2 separate regions of the Mus musculus genome follow, and region 2 is linked to region 1. A link is a contact called in public Hi-C data. All regions are on one chromosome and are shown on one strand. Each heading gives the region's core, a stretch centred on a gene start, on an enhancer-like site or on the middle of the called end of the contact. The rest is flanking DNA. Distances are from core to core; before and after follow the strand shown. Region 1 has its middle 29 kb from the start of Gabrb2. Region 2 has its middle 46 kb from the start of Gm12146.

Region 1 (4,086 bases), core at 86-2,585:
AGGATACTTAACTGTCCTCTATGCTAACACTATGTAGTATCTACTCACCCAACCAGAAGCAGAGAGGATAATTTTATTATATACCTTGAATGTAGATTTATTTATACATGACATAAGACCGATTGAAAACGTTTTTTTATATACTTAAGATTCAGAAGTATGTGCTGTTAGCTCATTTAATATGTCTAAAACACAGAAATTTTTCTAAGGTCTTATTAATCTAAACTTTCAACACTTTCATCCATGGTACAGAAAGCTTCAAAAATTCAACAGAAACTTGATTTGTAGGTAGTTTGTAATATTAACCCATAATTTATTTGCATAGTTTATATGCATATATAAAACTCTGAATATACTTCTTATTTATATCCATTTTTTCTGAAACCTGATGGCAGTTATTTAGGTCTTTATCAGTCATCCTAGATTAAAGATCTGAGCTCTGTATTTGTTATAACTAACATAACGGTATACATTATACGCACAAAAGCATGAATGTCTATTTGTAATGCTGTACAAAAATAATAAGCTTATTCAACCATAACATCTATGAGAAAAAATGGATCCTATTTATTTGATAATATCTTTACATTTTATCATTCCCATCCCTTCAAGTAACTCTAGCACAGGTTTAAAAATGAGCCAACCACAGTGCTACCCGACTGTAATTCCTGTACTCTGATCAGGGGACTGATTTAGTGGATAACAGGGTCATAAGTGAGAAGACAGTGCTGAGAGGAAGTGGGATATGAGGATACAAGGGGGTAGGGATGCAGGGAGGGAGGGAGAGAGGGAGGGAGAAGGGGAGGGGGAGGGGAGAGAGAGAGAGAGAGAGAGAGAGAGAGAGAGAGAGAGAGAGAGAGAGAGAGAAGGGGGGCATAAGGTATCCACTACTTAGTTACATACTAGAAGTCTAGTCAAGTTCTTACACTATGTTACTGCATAGAATGGGTGGCATTCTTAACCAGCTGAAAATTTGGCGTCATGAGAGCTGATATTTTATTCTGCTCTAGCAAGCATCTTTGTATTTTGTAGCATGCCAGCTTCATGAGCAGATGTATTTAACTGTGGTCCCATTTTAACACGTGCACTGATTTGAGACAGCAACACTTGGTTGCTTTGCAAAGTACTATTTTAAGGTGTGGGCATAATTGGATATTCAGTTTGGGGCAGGTGTTATATCTCTGACAGCCTTTTCTTTATGTCTTCTACCCCTGCCCCCCGGTTTTCATAAATGTATCTTTTGGAATGAAATTCTAGAATTCTGGCCTCAAGAGCCCAGCATTTGTCAGTGGGAGAAGATGTGGGTGGGAACAGATGTATTTTTTTAGTTGTCTCACTCAGCACCCAGAGCATGACTCCTACTGTTGGGATGGATACCTGTGAGCAGTAAGCATCCTTCTCTCTGGGGTAGGCTTCAGAGCTTAATTTACAGCCTTGTTCAGCCTGAATTTAGAAAATACCTAGTGATGCACAATGAAGACTCAAAAAAAAAAAAAAAAAGATCAAGTTCTCACAGTAGCTGCTTGCTAATTAATCCCTGTGATTAACCACCTGAGAGAATCATCCAAGAATAGCCCATCCTGGGCAGCATTTTCTAGGTGCTGTTGTTCTTTGTCTCACTGTCTCTGTCTCTGTCTCTGTCTCTGAATCTGTCTCTGTCTCTCTGTCTCTCTCTCTCTCTCTCTCTCTCTCTCTGTCTTTTTTTCTCTCTTCACTCTCTCTACCCTTCACTCTCTCCCTTACATCTCTCCTCTCAGCTTTTTCCCTCACAAGGTATCCACAAATAGGAGAAAATAGAGAGTAGTTGGACCCCTATACTTGACAATTTAAAGATAATAACCAAAAGTGTATGTATATATATATATATATATATATATATATATATATATATATATATATGATTTGCAAGGGAGAGAGACAAGACTAAGTTTCTATATTCAATCTTGTAATCCTTTTAAAATTGATCAGCTTAGGTATTTTCAGTTGTATACATAAAGACATATTAAGCTGATATTTTTCTTAAAACTCAAATTTCTGGAGGCAGTAGGGTGAATTCTATATAGCATACTCCATCCATATAAAATGTCTGCACCAAGAAAAGCTGAAATAATCTCTCAGGTTGGCAAATACTAACTTATCTTATTTTTATATTATCTACTAATAATTTATTAGATTAACAGTCTAAAATTTGATGCTGCGTATGTTCACTATACATAAAACATTCTAATTTCCATGGAGAATCCTCTATGCCATAGGTACTATGTTATTTCATACACTCAGATGCTTTTTCTGTATAATGTTATATATGCATATATTTGTCATAATGTTCTCCATGAATTTCCTCTGAAAATGATCATAAAGTCTAATGATTATATTTTAATGATTTGTAAGGATCTGATGTTCTGCCAGCCAGAAATATCTTAGAGCATTTCATTTGACATCGTTGTTAGTATTTTTCACAAACTGTTCCTGTGTAAAGGCTTCAAACATGGGATCCATGCAAATATAAAAGTATACAAGAACTTAAAATAGTAAGATTTAGTGGTCTTTTTTCACTTCTATCATTTTATGAATCCATTTTGATCAACTTTGGTACAGTATGAACATGAGACTAATTTAGAAAATCTCTCAACTACACAACCTTCAAATAGCAGTGCCTCTTTGTGGAATTCATTATTAGAAGCATTCAATGATTTAGTTACAGTGAAGGAGTCCTAACTCTTAGCGGCTCCACCTCTTCCAAGGAGATCAGAAATCCCCCTTAAATATGCACACTGCTCTCGCTATTGTCATAGAGCAAAATAACATGCAGTGGGAATGCACAGGAAACAGCCCACTTTCCATTCAACAAACTTAAACTTAACTATGACACTCATGAGTCAGGGCAACACCTGTCATATAGTAAATGATTAATGTATGCTTAACAAATAGCTCTGATTTATCTCCTCTCAAAATGCTAAATCCACATCATAGGCTCTAAAGAGAGAAGGAGGCAGTTATCCTGTTTATTAGTCTTAGATAATTGGTACTGATTGAATCTCAGATACAGATCTGCAACATCTCAGAGTCAGATTAGAAAAGAGAAAATAGCCAAGGCATGTAATTTCTTTAACTTCAAAAGCTAGTAACTCACTGAGAAAAATAACAAGTTTATCGTATGCCTTTGGTATATGATATATGAGGATGTGAGGGGACTCATACCTCCATCCTACCCTTTTCTTGATGCAGTTCATGGAATACCTACTATATCTCTGGTATCCACTACATTCTGCAAAGGGGAAAGCTAAATACATGCTGCTCAGTATCCAATGTTTGTGCAATGACATGAAAGACAGTCTTCAATCCACACCGAGGTTAGACCAAGGTTAATACCAAAAAATAATTTTTCAGATGACTTCACTATTTGCGACATGATCACCTAAAAACCAATTTCAGAAAACAATAGTCTTCATACTTCCCAAACAAACAGTGTGTGTGTGTGTGTGTGTGTGTGTGTGTGCATCCTGGAATCTAAAACAGGGGAGGAAGAATTTGTGGTATCTACTTAAATCTTAGTATATACTGATTGTAATCTGGATACACAGACCCAGAAAGCAAATTGGAAAAGGAAAGATAGCCAAGATATAATACTGTCCTTAACTTCAAAACATGATACTTGTCAGCTCTATACTTCTCTTTTGGAAAGAAAAGAATTAATAAGGGGAAATTGCTGCAGTCTTTTTTTTTTTTTTTAGTCCTGTGCAATCTATTTCTCTAGCTGTGTGTCAGTTTCCAAGGAAACCAAAGTAGATTCGTATTTGATTGGCTGTCATCTTGGACTTATCATGAGAGTTTTTGAGCACGGAGTTAAAGTGGCATAGCCCTATATGAGTTAGTACAAAAATATAAAAGTGCTCTCTCTGCTTTCTTTCGCAGTCAAATCCAAACTATGCTAAGCTTAAGGTGATATCTGGTTTCAGGAAGATTTGTGTGTGGAATTTTGAGGACACTACTAACTAGATGATCGAAGGGCAGTGGTGGTGCACGCCTTTAATCCCAGCACTTGGGAGGCAGAGACAGGCAGATTTCTGAGTTCGAGGCCAGCCT
Region 2 (4,634 bases), core at 1,030-3,529, 880 kb after region 1:
CCACATGCAAGGACTAGAAGATGACCCATCATTACTTCTTGATATCTTATGTATTCAAGGGGCTCAAGCCACAGAGGGCTCTCTCTCAAATTCTCACTCTCTTTTTTTTTTTTTTAGCATTTTTTTATTTATTAGGTATTTTCTTCATTTACATTTCCAATGCTATCCCAAAAGTCCCCCATACCTTCCCCACCCACTCCCCTACCCACCCACTCCCACTTCTTGGCCCTGGCATTCCCCTGTACTGGGGCATATAAAGTTTGCAAGACCAAGGGGCCTCTCTTCCCAATGATGGCCGACTAGGCCATCTTCTGCTACATATGCAGCTAGAGACAAGAGCTCTGGGGGGTTACTGGTTAGTTCATACAGAGACAAAGTTTGGAGCTGAGACGAAAGGATTGACCATTTAGAGACTGCCATACCCGGGGATCCATCCCATAATCAGCCTCCAAACGCTTACACCATTGCATACACTAGCAAGATTTTGCTGAAAGGACCCTGATATAGCTGTCTCTTGTGAGGCTATGCTGGGGCCTAGCAAACACAGAAGTGGAGGCTCACAGTCAGCTATTGGATGGATCACAGGGCCCCCCAATGGAGGAGCTAGAGAAAGTACCCAAGGAGCTAAAGGGGTCTGCAACCCTATAGGTGGAACAACAATTCTCACCCTCTTAACTCTTTCTTCTTCCATTTTCTCTTTCTTCCCCCCAGTTCACCTCTTACAAACCCTATTCTCCCTCTCAAAAACTTCTCAATGTCAGCTGGCAAAAATGGGCTGAGCCTTATCCCACAGGGATAAGAAAATCCCATTTTCTCTTTTGTTGCCTTTTCTTTCTAGTCTCTACTTTTGACTAATAGTCTCAGAACTTGGTCTCACTCTTCTCCTGTCCTCTGTGTTATTAGACTGTGAACAAGGTAGTAAGAATATGGGTTTGGGGCATGGGGAGGAAATGTGACTCACCATGTACAATACAAAAATGTCTTAAGCAAATGTCCACCAATATGCCATCAGAGTTTCTATTGTTAGTTATCCTCACTTTATAAGGAAGTATGCCAAGGCTCAAAAGAGTTAAGTGGCTTTTCCAAGAATGTACTGTTAATAAGGACAGAGCTGATATTCTCATCTGATAAGACTCTTGGACCACTTACTGAATCACCAGGGAACCTGGTCTTTTGGAAGCAGTGGGGTGTGACTATGATTTTCTAGAACAATCTTATGTCATGAACTCCTTCCAGATGTCAGCCTGAAACTCCAGCTGATTAAAATCCCTGCCTTGTTTCTTCCCAGAGTCCCCACTGGCACACACTCCACACACTGACACAGAGCCTGGGAGAAGTGGCATGAGGGAAGACATGTTGACATTGGCCCAGATCTAATGAGAGCTCCAACAGCCTGAGCTGTACCTACTAGACAAACCAGACACACGCTAGTCTCTGCCCTAGCTGCCTCCCCTCATGGGCTTGATCACATGAGCATGCTCAAGGGGGCTCTGCCTGAACTGTAATGCAGGAGGAAGGCATCCAACCCTGACTCTCTTCTTATTTTTAATTAGAAATTCCCATTAAAACCACTACAGCAATGAGACACACATCAGGCAGTATACTTCAGGACAATTAGCACACTCTTCAGGTGGCTAAAATGGCCCAGCTCTGGCCTGGGGCTGATATAATTGCACCAAAACATACAGCCCACCAGGAGGCTCACATTTCAAATGGAAAGAAACAATTAGTCATGTGTCTATTGGTCAGCTAAATCTGTAGGACATAATTTAGTATCCATAATTTAAAAGATTGCTAGGGGTGGGAATATATGGAAATCACCTCAGTATGTTCATAAGCAAATCTCTATCCTTCACATGCGACACACGACTAATGCTGGGGTCAGGGGGATAACTGTGTAAGGCAGGCTGGTCGTAACTGTGTGTTGGGAATCACTAGAGGCATGAGTATTCCATTCTTGGAGTGTTCGAAATAATTAGTGGGGCAAGTAGCTTCTGGAACCCCTATGTACCTCCCTGCTACTTTTTGAATTCCCAGGCCACTAATTAAAACCTGCCCGTAAGACAGCTCCTGGCTGAGTCACTATGATGATTCTGAAGAGTAAATAAAATGAGCAAATTGCAAGAGCAGAAGTGCTCTCGGAACACTGGGAGAGCTGTAGAAAAAGCCACCCCCAGGCTCCCAAGCCTCTGTTTGAAGCCACGCTCTTGGATTCCACAAGCACAAGCATTCTGAAGGCTTTTGCTAGTCCCTCTTGTCTCTGCGCTGAACCACTACACCCTTCCACAATCCGGCAGCGCAGCAGTAATTAATATTCAACTGGCATTTCCACTGCGCACTCAAAGCCTGTTCCTTCAGCCTTTTCAAATCCAATTCAGACCAAAGTAATCTTTGCCCTTGCATCTGGGTTCAGGCAGAAGCAATTGTTAAGACTGCAGATTGCCGTTTATTAGCATTTATTGAACAGCAGAGGAGCCCTGTGCAGTAGTGGTTGTCACTAGGTCTCCGATTTTCCAACTAAAATTAACAAGCCAGCAATGCATTTATATCAGGGCAGGAGGGAGACGTTTCAAGAGGAAATGATATTGATGATTTTCATAGGGACCTATTGACGGACTGTGAGACTTTGAAGGGATGATGGGTTAATAGGAGGTAGACACTCTTTGATCATTCCCTTGAAAGTCCCCTGTAGTCTGTCTTATTTGTGGATCTACAGAAAGTGGTAAAGCTAAGAAAGCCTTGATTCAAATTCTGAACTAATCCACTGGGTGACCTTGAACAAATTACTCTATCTCCTTCAAGATTCTGTTCATCCCCCCCAAAAAAAAGAGTTAACAAATCAGTTGGAATGCTAAACTGTATTCCTCAAAACCACTGGGAAGACGCAATCCAAATAGAGGATTGGATTCCCATCTCACATTACCCTAATTGGCTCTTATCCTACAGCTTCATATTCTAGGTCTGACATTATATAGGTATCTTCTCCATTTTACTCTGTGGGTCACAAATGTTAGAAACTGAGAGCTGGTCTCTAAAATCTGTTCTAGTTGTGAAACTGGTGAAGTGCTAAAAACCTGGAAGGCAAAAGAAAGCTACCATGCTTACATTAAATCAGCTACTGGGGTTTATCTTGAGAGGTCTAAGAGATACTAGAGTGAGCCAGAAGCAGGAGATGATCAGGAAATCCCAGCAGAGAGATCATCTAGAGGTGGCGTAGGTGGGTATGGAAATGTATGGAGGGTATGGATGATAAGAAAACAAGACATGCCAGCAATAATCTATGGCAGATTTTCTTGGCCAGATCAAGGTCTCTTGGTCCAGGCTGACAGATCCAGGAGGCTGACAGGCTGGAGGAGAAACACCCAGATGGCTGAATAGAAGTGTCCCCCATATGACTCTGCTACAGAATGAATCCAAGCCAACAAAGGAAATATTGAAGACAGTGACAAAGAGAAAAGTCTGGAAATGAGTTAGTAAATCATTAGAACCTTAGACAGCAAAGAGGAAAGTCAACGTGGAGAAGTTGCAGCTTATGAGGTCAACCTGGCTCCCTGTGAGAGGGGAGGGATTGAGGAAGTAGGGAAAAGGTGAAAAGTGACAGCAAATGGAACAACATTGCCTAGAAGATACACTAGCAAGAGAATTCCATTCCCCTTATAGCCTTTCAATACAGTTTAGAATGTAGGATAGTCTGAGGGTGGCCATTGTGTTTCAAATTAAAAATGTACATTAAGTCTCACCCAGCTCCCTAAACCCAAGCTATTACAACAATCCATGTTATATACCTTCTTGGCTTAGGGATTTGCAATTGTTCTTCGGAACAACCAGAAACCTTGGGCTGACAAATCACTCATATGGAAAAGGACACTCTCTAACATCCTACAACTTAAAGACCCATACTGAGTCCCAAGCTCACTTGCCTTGGCAAGAACTAAGGGATATTTCCTCCCCAGCCCACAATCTTAGCTACTGTTATAAAGTTCTGACTCCATCTGCACATGTCTATTAGGGATCAGTAAAATCCTCTGCCGATTCTCAGAACTCAGGAATGCTTCCTGGAAGCTTAAGGAATGTTGATACCAGGAGCCCAAACCTCTATCACCAAATGGAATCATGTATCAAAAGCCAGGGAAGACTGCCTTTCCAACCCAAGAAAGGACTTAGATATATAGCTACTGGTGAAAAACTGTTTACATCCCTCTAGCTTATCCCTGGAGAGCAGAGGAAATCTCCACCCATGTTCTACGGCTCTAGAAGTATTGGTACTATGATTTTAAGCTTCCCCACCAGAGCTTGCCTCATATAATCTAGGGGCATCCCCATTCATATACAACATTTCCAGGCCCACATTGACTAATCCATGAGTCCTATACTCCCCTAGGACCTAAAAATGTCTTCCTTCATGGCTGATACCTTCAGGACCACAGACATGGATTTCACAAGTCTAAACATTACTTATACATGCCTAGGAAAGAAATTATGAATTCCAAGCCCTGGAAGTAAAGAGTTGCCAACAAAGATTGCTACACCCAGCTGTATTCATTACTTTTCTGTTGCTGTGACAAACAACCACAACCAAGCCAACTTTGAGATGGAAAGGATTATTTGGCCTATGGTTCCAGATGGATGAATCT

Evidence for each region. A called contact is a pair of places that touch in the nucleus more often than the background predicts.
Region 2: a contact with region 1 is called in a Hi-C map of cortical neurons, with 5 times the contacts expected there. The contact joins two enhancer-like sites. A contact is called at or near these places in 1 of 39 promoter capture datasets (hippocampal neurons), 4 of 484 Hi-C or Micro-C datasets (cortical neurons and embryonic stem cells) and 1 of 9 other capture datasets (embryonic stem cells).

Annotation. Positions count from the first base shown.
Region 1 is chr11:42,389,841-42,393,926 of GRCm38.p6, forward strand. No RefSeq gene overlaps it. Among named protein-coding and RNA genes, the nearest start is that of Gabrb2, 29 kb to the right of the region's middle. Within about 2 kb of position 1,336, at least 10 of the 459 cell types and tissues checked have an H3K27ac peak or open chromatin away from gene starts, as enhancers often do. A contact at or near this core is called in cortical neurons and hippocampal neurons, where this site is marked.
Region 2 is chr11:43,268,167-43,272,800 of GRCm38.p6, forward strand. No RefSeq gene overlaps it. Among named protein-coding and RNA genes, the nearest start is that of Gm12146, 46 kb to the left of the region's middle. Within about 2 kb of position 2,280, at least 34 of the 459 cell types and tissues checked have an H3K27ac peak or open chromatin away from gene starts, as enhancers often do. A contact at or near this core is called in cortical neurons and hippocampal neurons, where this site is marked.